Linked DNA regions of Gossypium hirsutum: regions 1 and 2 are each linked to region 3. Evidence: chromatin contacts called from public Hi-C data. All regions are on one chromosome and are shown on one strand. Each heading gives the region's core, a stretch centred on a gene start, on an enhancer-like site or on the middle of the called end of the contact. The rest is flanking DNA. Distances are from core to core; before and after follow the strand shown.

Evidence for each region. A called contact is a pair of places that touch in the nucleus more often than the background predicts.
Region 1: a Hi-C map of leaf shows a contact between it and region 3, with 2.5 times the contacts expected there. The contact joins the promoter of LOC107887146 here to the promoter of LOC107887169 in region 3. A contact is called at or near these places in 14 of 34 Hi-C or Micro-C datasets (anther, callus, fibers and 4 more).
Region 2: a contact with region 3 is called in a Hi-C map of leaf, with 2.9 times the contacts expected there. The contact joins the enhancer-like site here to the promoter of LOC107887169 in region 3. A contact is called at or near these places in 2 of 34 Hi-C or Micro-C datasets (both in leaf).

What each region holds. Positions count from the first base shown.
Region 1 is chrD02:39,056,248-39,059,413 of Gossypium_hirsutum_v2.1, forward strand. LOC107887146 reads right to left here and starts at 1,375. Exons shown (of 14, transcript XM_016811298.2): 1 at 891-1,375; 2 at 1-58. The coding sequence starts at 1,030.
Region 2 is chrD02:38,618,732-38,621,573 of Gossypium_hirsutum_v2.1, forward strand. No RefSeq gene overlaps it. Among protein-coding and RNA genes, the nearest start is that of LOC121214705, 6.0 kb to the left of the region's middle. Within about 2 kb of position 1,395, at least 3 of the 9 cell types and tissues checked have an H3K27ac peak or open chromatin away from gene starts, as enhancers often do. A contact at or near this core is called in leaf, where this site is marked.
Region 3 is chrD02:38,868,989-38,872,129 of Gossypium_hirsutum_v2.1, forward strand. LOC107887169 (30S ribosomal protein 3-1, chloroplastic) reads right to left here and starts at 1,598. Exons shown (of 1, transcript XM_016811332.2): 1 at 673-1,598. The coding sequence starts at 1,403. The coding sequence ends at 912. LOC121214649 reads left to right here. Exons shown (of 5, transcript XM_041088534.1): 5 at 1-217. The coding sequence ends at 46.

The DNA of each region.
Region 1 (3,166 bases), core at 125-2,624, 190 kb after region 3:
AGAAAACCTGCCACGTGCTACAGTTGCATGAAAAAGCCATAAAGGGGAAAATACAACCCTGCACAATGAAGATAACTAGTGAATCTACATTGACTTGCAATAAATGCTTACCAAAATAAGATGATTAACATGTTCTCATCTTCTCGCTTAACAACAGAGGATACTAGTGAATCTACATTGGCCTACAACAAATGCTTTACATATTCTCTTCCGCACTATTCACCTCTAAAGTATAATTGTGTAACTTGCAGCTTCATACGGACATCTCAGCATGACTGACAGCTAAATGTATTCAAATCATTAACACTTCATATATGAATTATGATCACAAGTATCCAAGTCAAAATATCAAGTACCGGATATATCACTAATGAGAATGAAGAGAGAAAACGCGTTTTAAACCCCTAATCATGAGATTTTATAACAGTTGGCATATGTTTGAATTTCATGGCCATCCCAATAGAGAAGCCAAACCCGTCAATGTTTCACGGTAGGGAACATGTCAACGCACACTCAAATTTAGAACTCTACAGATTAAGTGCACAAGCAATCAAATTTCCCCTTGTAGGCATTTGCCAATGATTAATTAACTGAGAGCAAATTGACTAACTGATCAAGTAAAATGTGACTTTCAAGAAAATACACCAACAAAATTCAAATAACAAGGAAAAACAAAAATTACTGCAAAAGAAACAATACAAGAAAGATTCAAAATTTGGTGAACTAAGAAAAAAGTAAAAAGGAAGCAAGTGACATAGTGAAAAATGGGGATGCAGGCAACAAAATGAATGGCAAAGTCGATTGCTTTTCGCATAAAAGTCAGCAGTCGCAAAGAAAAGCGAATCGGTTGTAAATGAAGCCCAAAAGCAAAATGAAAGACAGAGACGAACCACCAAGAGTAAGACAGGGCATGATGAAGCTTGAGAGCGAGCAAGAGGGTGAAAGAGAAGAGCAAGGCATGGGCTACCAGCGCCTGCAGCGACTTCCCCACTCTCCTCCAGGTCATCACTCTCCTTCTCTCTACCAACATACCCAGAGCCAAAAATAAAAATAAAAATAATTAACGGAATTCTTAAGACACCCAGAAAAGAAAAAGATGGAAACTTGGGTTTGACGCCAAAGCAAAGGAAGCAAGGCCGAGGTATGGCTGGGGACGAAATTACGCTTGAGAAATGAACAAGTGCGAAGGAGAAGGGCTTAGGAATAGGAATGGAAGAAAAGAATAGGGTAATTTGGTGAAGAAGAAGAAGAAGAAGAAGGAGAAGAGACCAAGGTGGGTGCCCACATTACGTAGGGAAGTTTTTTCAGCTTGGCTTGGACGGTTTACTTTTTCTTCTTTTTTGCTTTTCCACTTTCAAAGCGGATATATTGATGTTAAATAAATAGAATTTAGGGGGACGGGACAGAGTAGAATATTCATATTGGAATCTGTATTTCATATATGCTCCCATTCATATCACTCAATTTTTATATGATTTTTACTATTCACTAACTTAAATATCGGGATTTTTTATTTTAAATTTTATAGTAAATGAGTAAAATGGTCTTATTTTGATTTATTATATATAATGCAAATAGTAAAATTAGTTATTAATGCTTACACTTTTATTCAATTTGACCCATATTCTTTTGTTTAAATTAAATTAATCCTCAAACTTTTATTGCAGACCTGACACTATCTTTATTTTATATGTCACATTATTGTATAAATTAAATTTTATAAAAGAAATTCATAAATTAAAATTAAAATTCCAAAAATTATGAAAACAACGCTTCAAACTTTTTAAAATAAAATAAGAGGATGGACCTAGAGGCATTCTTCATACACGAGTAGTAGATTCCTTTAACTCTAAATATGCAATTCAAATTGGAGAATCCTATTTCATGATGGGATTTAGATGCTCTTTTATTGGAATCATTTTTTCGTATATCACTTCATGTCAACTTTTTTTCTCCCCCTCTTGATAAAAAGTCTATTTTGTCGGTGTATGAGAATAAAATAAACTTCAAAATAATTAACTGAAAGCTTAAAGGCGTGCAACCATGCCACTTTATTTAAGGTTCTATTCGTTTCCACCTATATTTTGGTGCGCAAAAGAATTACAAGTAAATGAACCTTGAGGATACAATGAAGCCCAATGACTATTTGTGTTTGGCACTGATGAAAATAATCCACTGAGCATTGAGTAAAACATAGCAAGAGTATCAAGTTCTATAAAGAACTTCTGCAATAATTCTTTATAAAACAATATTTGAATATAAAAAGATGGAGGAGAATAGAGAAACTTTTGTTTCTAAATTTTGGTATGGTTTGGTATTTCTTAGTATACCATGCAAATGAATTTTTTCTCCTATTTATAAGAGATCTCGCATCTCTTCATAGAGACATAACTATCCAAATAGATAGTCACATCTATTAATAAGGAATACAACTATTCATTAGATATTACTTGAACAATCATAACTTTTTATTAATAATCAAGTAACATAAATTTTAGTATTTAAGAGACATAACTCATTAGTATTTGGGATTGTTGAATTACAGACGAAATAAATATATAAAGCAACGGAGCCATCATAGTATTTTTGAACTTTTCTGAAAAAAAAAAGAAAAAAAGGGTGGTAATTGGATTATTTAGTGATCTGGGTCTAATAGACGCTCTCTATATTTTCTCTTTTTCTTTTTTTGATGAAAGAAAAAGAGAATTCCATTGTAAAACCGTATGCAATGCACAAAAAATACTTGTACGTTTGTTCAATTCTATCTTTTTTATTCTTATTATTCTTTAGCTATTTTTAGCTATTCTTCTCGCCTCATTATGTGAGTTAGAAAAACCTTTTATTATGTTATATCATCAGAGTAATGATCCATCAACCTGATAGTTCTTTTTATGAGGCAAAAACAGGAGAATTTATCCTGGAAGTGGAAGAAATACGGAAACTTCACGAAAGCATCACAACGGTTTATGTACAAAGAACGGGCAAGCCCCTATGGGTTGTATCCGAAGACATGGAAAGAGATGTTTTTATGTCAGCAACAGAAGCCCAAGCTCATGGAATTGTGGATAGTGACAACTTTTGGTTAATAACCAAGTGTCATATCGTTTAGATCACTTGTACCTTTTAATTTGTAATTATCGAAACATTCTATATATTGAAAATGTTC
Region 2 (2,842 bases), core at 145-2,644, 250 kb before region 3:
ATTTCATCATATTTTTTTTATACTCCTTCGTACTCATTTTTTGATATTCTCTCATAGCTTTTTGATAGTTTTGTGCTCTATCTACACCCGACAAAAATCTAAAATAAAACAAAAAGGTACTTAACAACAATAGGGAGCATTTGTTTCACGGCTTTTTTTGTTTTGTTTTGTTTTTTCTTTTAATTTTCATGGAAATAGCTTGGCCAATTATTTTTTATTATTATTTTGGAATTTCCATTTTGAAAAGGTAAATCTTTTTAGGAAAAGAGTTAAAACTTAATTTTTTATATAAAAATAAACTTCTATCAAATTTAATATTATTATATTAAAAGTAAATTTTTAACTTTAATTTTTAAGAATATTAAAATATTGATTCCAAATATTATACTTTTTTAATTTTATAAACTATACATATTTAATTGTTTATATTTAAAAATATAATAAATTACTCATAAAATTAAAAAAATATTATTTTAATAAAGTATTTAATATTACAATCTTATTTTAATATGAATTTTAACATTAAGAATAATTTTAAATTTAAATAATATTCTTAATATTCTATTGAAATTATTTATATTTATAATTTAATAAAAACATACATATCAATTTAAAAAATTTAATCATAAATATTTTATAGTATAAAATATAAATATTTTAATAATATAAATATAAGTGTTTGTTTAAATTAAATTTAGTTTTGTTTATCACTTCTAGTTATAAATGTGGCACTATTGCACTATCTGCAATATATATAGTAAATGTAATTTTAAATTAAGTTTTAGATATTTTTTATTTATTAAATTTATATAAGATATTAATTATTATAAAATGTTATCTTATTATATTAAAGTAAATATTGGTGGCCAAAGTAAATATTTTTATAATATCTTGTAACGAATATAATATATTTTGTGTTTGTTTCACTAAACAATTTTTTAAAAAAATAAATTTTAAAAAATTTACCTAATAACAAAAAATTAATTTATAGAAAATCATTTAAATCTATATTATTTTTTGAAAACTACTTTAAATGAAATAAGTACGAGTTTAATGATGAACTACTTGATTAAGCTAAAATTTGACCACTTCAAATCTATAGTTGAATATGAATCCTATATTTCTTTACAATAGAAGGGACAAATAAAAGAACTTTTGGTGATGGGACTCAATTATTGTTAAAAAAAAAAAAGGGATATTAAAACGCATAAACAAGTAAAGCAGAGGCAGTGCGCATTCATTTGAATGTTTGGACGCTGAATCCCGTGTAATTTCCGCACACTTTAAGCAAGTGGAAGGCAGTCCACATTTTATTCCCCAACATGCTTCACCCTCACTCCCTAATCCAAAATTATTTGCTTTGGGTTGTAAAATGTAAACCCTCCTTTACTATATCGTTTACTTTTGGGTCAGAGTAGATGGCCAACTTTCAAAGGTGTGGTCACACTCCCCTCACCTTCTTCATTTCACATTCTAAAACATCACTCTGTAATTATAATTTATTTTTTTATTAAAATATGTGTCGAAACCATTTTTATGTTTTAAAAAAAACAAAAATTAGTTGTCGATGAAAATTTAGAGTCGCCACCAATCTTTTATTAAGGTGTGATTGGATCACCTAAAATGACTTTGGTCTACGAGTTTTTAGAAAAACGGGTTCAAGAGTCAATTACGTTCGAGGAAGGATTAGCACCCTCGTAACACCCAAAAAGTGGTACCAAATTGATTAATTAATGTCTTAACGTTGAGAGTTAAAAATACGATCCTTAATTAAATTATTTATTAAGACTCACTCATTTTGAAACAGAAAACATCACACCCAATGCGTTAGGGCACGATATTTTATTTCTTCAAGATGAGTTTGTCCAAAAGATTTGTGTGATAAAATTTAAAAGAATATTCCATTGTTTAAGATTTATGACAAAACCGCAGCCCAATACGTTAGGGCACAATTTCTCAACATTTCAAACATTGAATATTTCCTTTATTAATATATATATTTTAAAAATCTTTGTCTCGAGAAATCAATACGTCACATCCAATACATTAGGACACAACATATTAAATTCCCAACAACAAGCTTTTTCATTTTATTTTTGATCAAAGAGTAATTCTCGATTGTTAGATTTAACGAAGAAAATTGGAACCCAATACGTTAGGGCTCAATTTTCTTGAAAAATCTTAAATACAAGTGTTATCTCTATTTTGAAAATTTTTTATTTTTAAATTCGAGTAAAGAAATGATGTGATGTTACATTAAATGTAAAATACAATAATAGATACAACTATGACATAGAAATAAGATAAACAAATAAATAAAATAAATTAATGTACATAATAAAAATAATGACATGCAAAATATCAAATAAATGAACGAAATAAAAACTATGAAAACATAAATCGATAAACAAATGAATGAAATAAACAAAAAACATATAAAGAAAAGAAAATGCATAATATATACATTGGAATTATGAAGAATAAGAGGCATGCGTATGAATTTACATATAAAACTTTGGATTATAAAATTATATAACAAAATATATATTTATGAAAATAATAAAAAATATATAAATTATAAAGTATGTGTAAAAACATATATTAGAGCATTAATAAATATAGACATATATATACATAAAAAATATTTGTTTTGAAAATTTTAATATGTACACATACATATATACAAAAAAATATATACATATAGATTTTTTTTAAATAATTACATACGAAGAAAAAAATTAATAATTACACAATTGAAATTAATTAATTTTAATAAAAATAAAAAAGACTAAATTGAACTGCAAATAAAAATTCGGGGGACAAATTCGTAAATAAGTGAAGT
Region 3 (3,141 bases), core at 348-2,847:
TAAGGCGCCGTTTTCTGTAAGGACTAGACAAGTTCGTGGCTACTGAGGAGCATCAGTATACTGATTTGATTTTGAAGTTTGGCGAGTTGCATTATAGCATCAGTCAGGTCTATAAGTTTGTTTGTTTGTTTCCCCTTTTTTGTTTATTTTCTTGAGATGTAAACTGGATGTTAACATTTTTGGAATTATTTTCGAAGAAAAATATGTTGGAAAACAAGTCGAGTTCCCAAACATAATTATACTACCTTGCCTTAGCATGCAAGTACGTATCATCCTGCAGGGAAAAAACCAGAATGCAACACAACTTGAATAGGCTTAATGACTACACCCAAGAGAAATCGTGGAACCAAAATAATGGACTCATGGTTATGTGAGTGCATTAAATATAAATCCCCAAAAGGGGAAGGCGATGAAATTAAGTTGCAATATTGAACAAGGAGATGAAATATTGTCCTTTTAGCAGAAACATTATTTCATTTATCTTCAATTAGTACAAGTTAAACACACTTAGGCAAATGCATGTATGCATCTACCGCCACAGGGTACCCAAACTAAGTTAATAGATTTTCCTCGATAATGCTTTGGCTGGTAAAGTTATACAAAGCTAAGGTAATTCTATAAAAACTAGCATCAAATTCGTATACCATCTACATCAATGACATCTAATGATCATGAAAGAAAAACTAACTTGGTAAAGATTCATATCTAACAAGGATGAAAAATATACAAATATGTGGATCTCTAGGGAAATACCAACAATTCAGCAGTGTTTGTTATCCTATTAAAACCAACAATTCATATCTTAGTTCAGAGCTAAGAGGTTTCAAACCAAACATTCTCAAATTCAGTGGATTAACCGAGGCCATTTTGCATAGCTAAGACAAAAAAAATTATATAAAAAAAATGCACATCTAGCTCTGGGAAAGGTTGCCACCACTTTGCTGCCATAGATTGATGATATCAGTGGCCTGATTGAGAAGGATAATCATCTTCTTCTGAGAAATCCAAGGCTTACTTTCTAGAGTGGCCTTGAGCTCTTCCCAGGCATCTTTCCTTGGCCAGAAGAAATATGGACTTAGAGGAACAGTGCCGTGGCCCGGTATGACTTGATCAAGGGCAAGCCCGATGTTCTTTTCCATCCATATGAATTTCAAAACCAGTCTTGGCTTTCCAACTTGCTTGACCACCTCCTCAGGTTTCTGAGGAATGATGAAGTCGGATGGTGTTTCAGTCTCAGTGACAGCTTCCGTGGCAACCGAAGCGGTTAGTGTTGGAGTTTTGATTGTTTTCTTCAAAATGGGATTTTTGTTAAAGCAAAAGGGGGTGTTAAAGGATTTCTGATAACGAAAGGAATGACAAGTGAAAGTAGTATGGAGTGTAGATGAAGTAGCCATGGATAACATTTTGTATTGCAGAGTGGGAGAGAGAGAGAGAGAGATGTGAGGATACGAGTCTTAAAAGTTGCTTTGTGGAGATAGGATAAGGGATATGGGGCAATGGTAGGAGCAGGAGGACATGGGCTTGGATTGGATCCTATGTTTTAATTATACTCGGTTTGCTCCTTTCACCTCTTAGCCCTATACTTTGATATAATTTCTCCTTCAAATTTCTTTTTAATTTGTTATTAACATATATGCATGTCTCAACCAAATGAGCGCTATAATACAATACATCTGTTCATGTTTCCGTTATCTATCTAAGCCCGAATGTCTATTTAAAATTTAGGAGGATTTAAACAAAAATAATAGGTCTAGAAAATGGGTTTGGATAAAAATATCAATCCCGTTTAAAATATGGGTTAGGCTTGAGCTTGAACATTTAAAAGCCTAATCCGACCCGACCCGATCTATTTTAAGTTTACAATATTTATATTATGTTATTTTTATATATTATAAAATTTAGAACTCAATAAAAAAAATAAACCTATACTCTAATGTAAATATTAAAATAATGTTAATATGGCTATATAAAAAATTCAATAAATAAAAAATGTATAAAATTATTAATTATTAAATATTAAATATTAAAATACTATAATATAAATGTTTTTTTAATTAAAAAATAATATGGACAGGTCTAAAATGAGTTGGGGTTAGTCTTTTGTAAATATGGATAGGTTTAAGCAAAATTTTAAATCCAGATTTTTGGTCGGACCGAGTTTGAACAAACATAAAATATGTTAATATCATCTATATTTTAATATTATCTTTAAATAAAAAAATTACAAATTACAAATCTAAGGATCAAACACGTGTTTAATAGTATTAAAATACATGTTTATTTTATATAAAAAATATGCAAATTTGGTATGATCATTATTAAATAGATTTTAAAAGAAAATATTTTTAACATATGATATGATGCATAATAATACAATTCTTATCATATGATAGTTTTTTTACCCATATTGTGAGTACAACACAATTTAATTTAATTTATATTCATAATAATGCAATTTCTATCATATGATGTGATGCATGCATGAAGTGTTCTTAAGTGCATAAGACAACATCCAGATTTAATATAGGTCGTGAAATGTTCATAGTGTTGGGTGAGATTTAATCCACTTTTATTAAAAATGGAATACACTTTGTAAATAAATTTTCTTCCTATTTCGAATAAAATTCGATGCTTTTGCATTAATCAAAAAGTATTCAGAGATATTTTTATTTTTTAAATAAAATATGATTTACTCTAATATATATACATAAATTCTCACGTCATTACATCACATTTAAATACTAAATTAAACTTATATTTTTTTAAAAATTAATGCATCACACATGTGACGAGATACCAATTCTAAATATTCCTCATGCTTAACCTAGTTCTGAACTTAAATTTTTTTCTATATCTCAACATAGATCCAAAATTACATTTTAGTTGATCTCACATGACAAAATAATAATAATAATAATAATAATAATAAATAGTAACAGTTTGTATTTTTTAAAATAAAAAATAATTTGCATATTTTCAAAATTCATTAAAATTATTTTTATTTGCAATTTGAAAATAGGTTGAGAGTGGTGGTCTTACAATTAAAAGACTCAGGTAACAAGATTTTTTGGTGCTTGAAATTGATTAAATTAGTCCTTCTCAAAAAATTTGAAAGAATTTAAATTCTATTAATTTTGATAG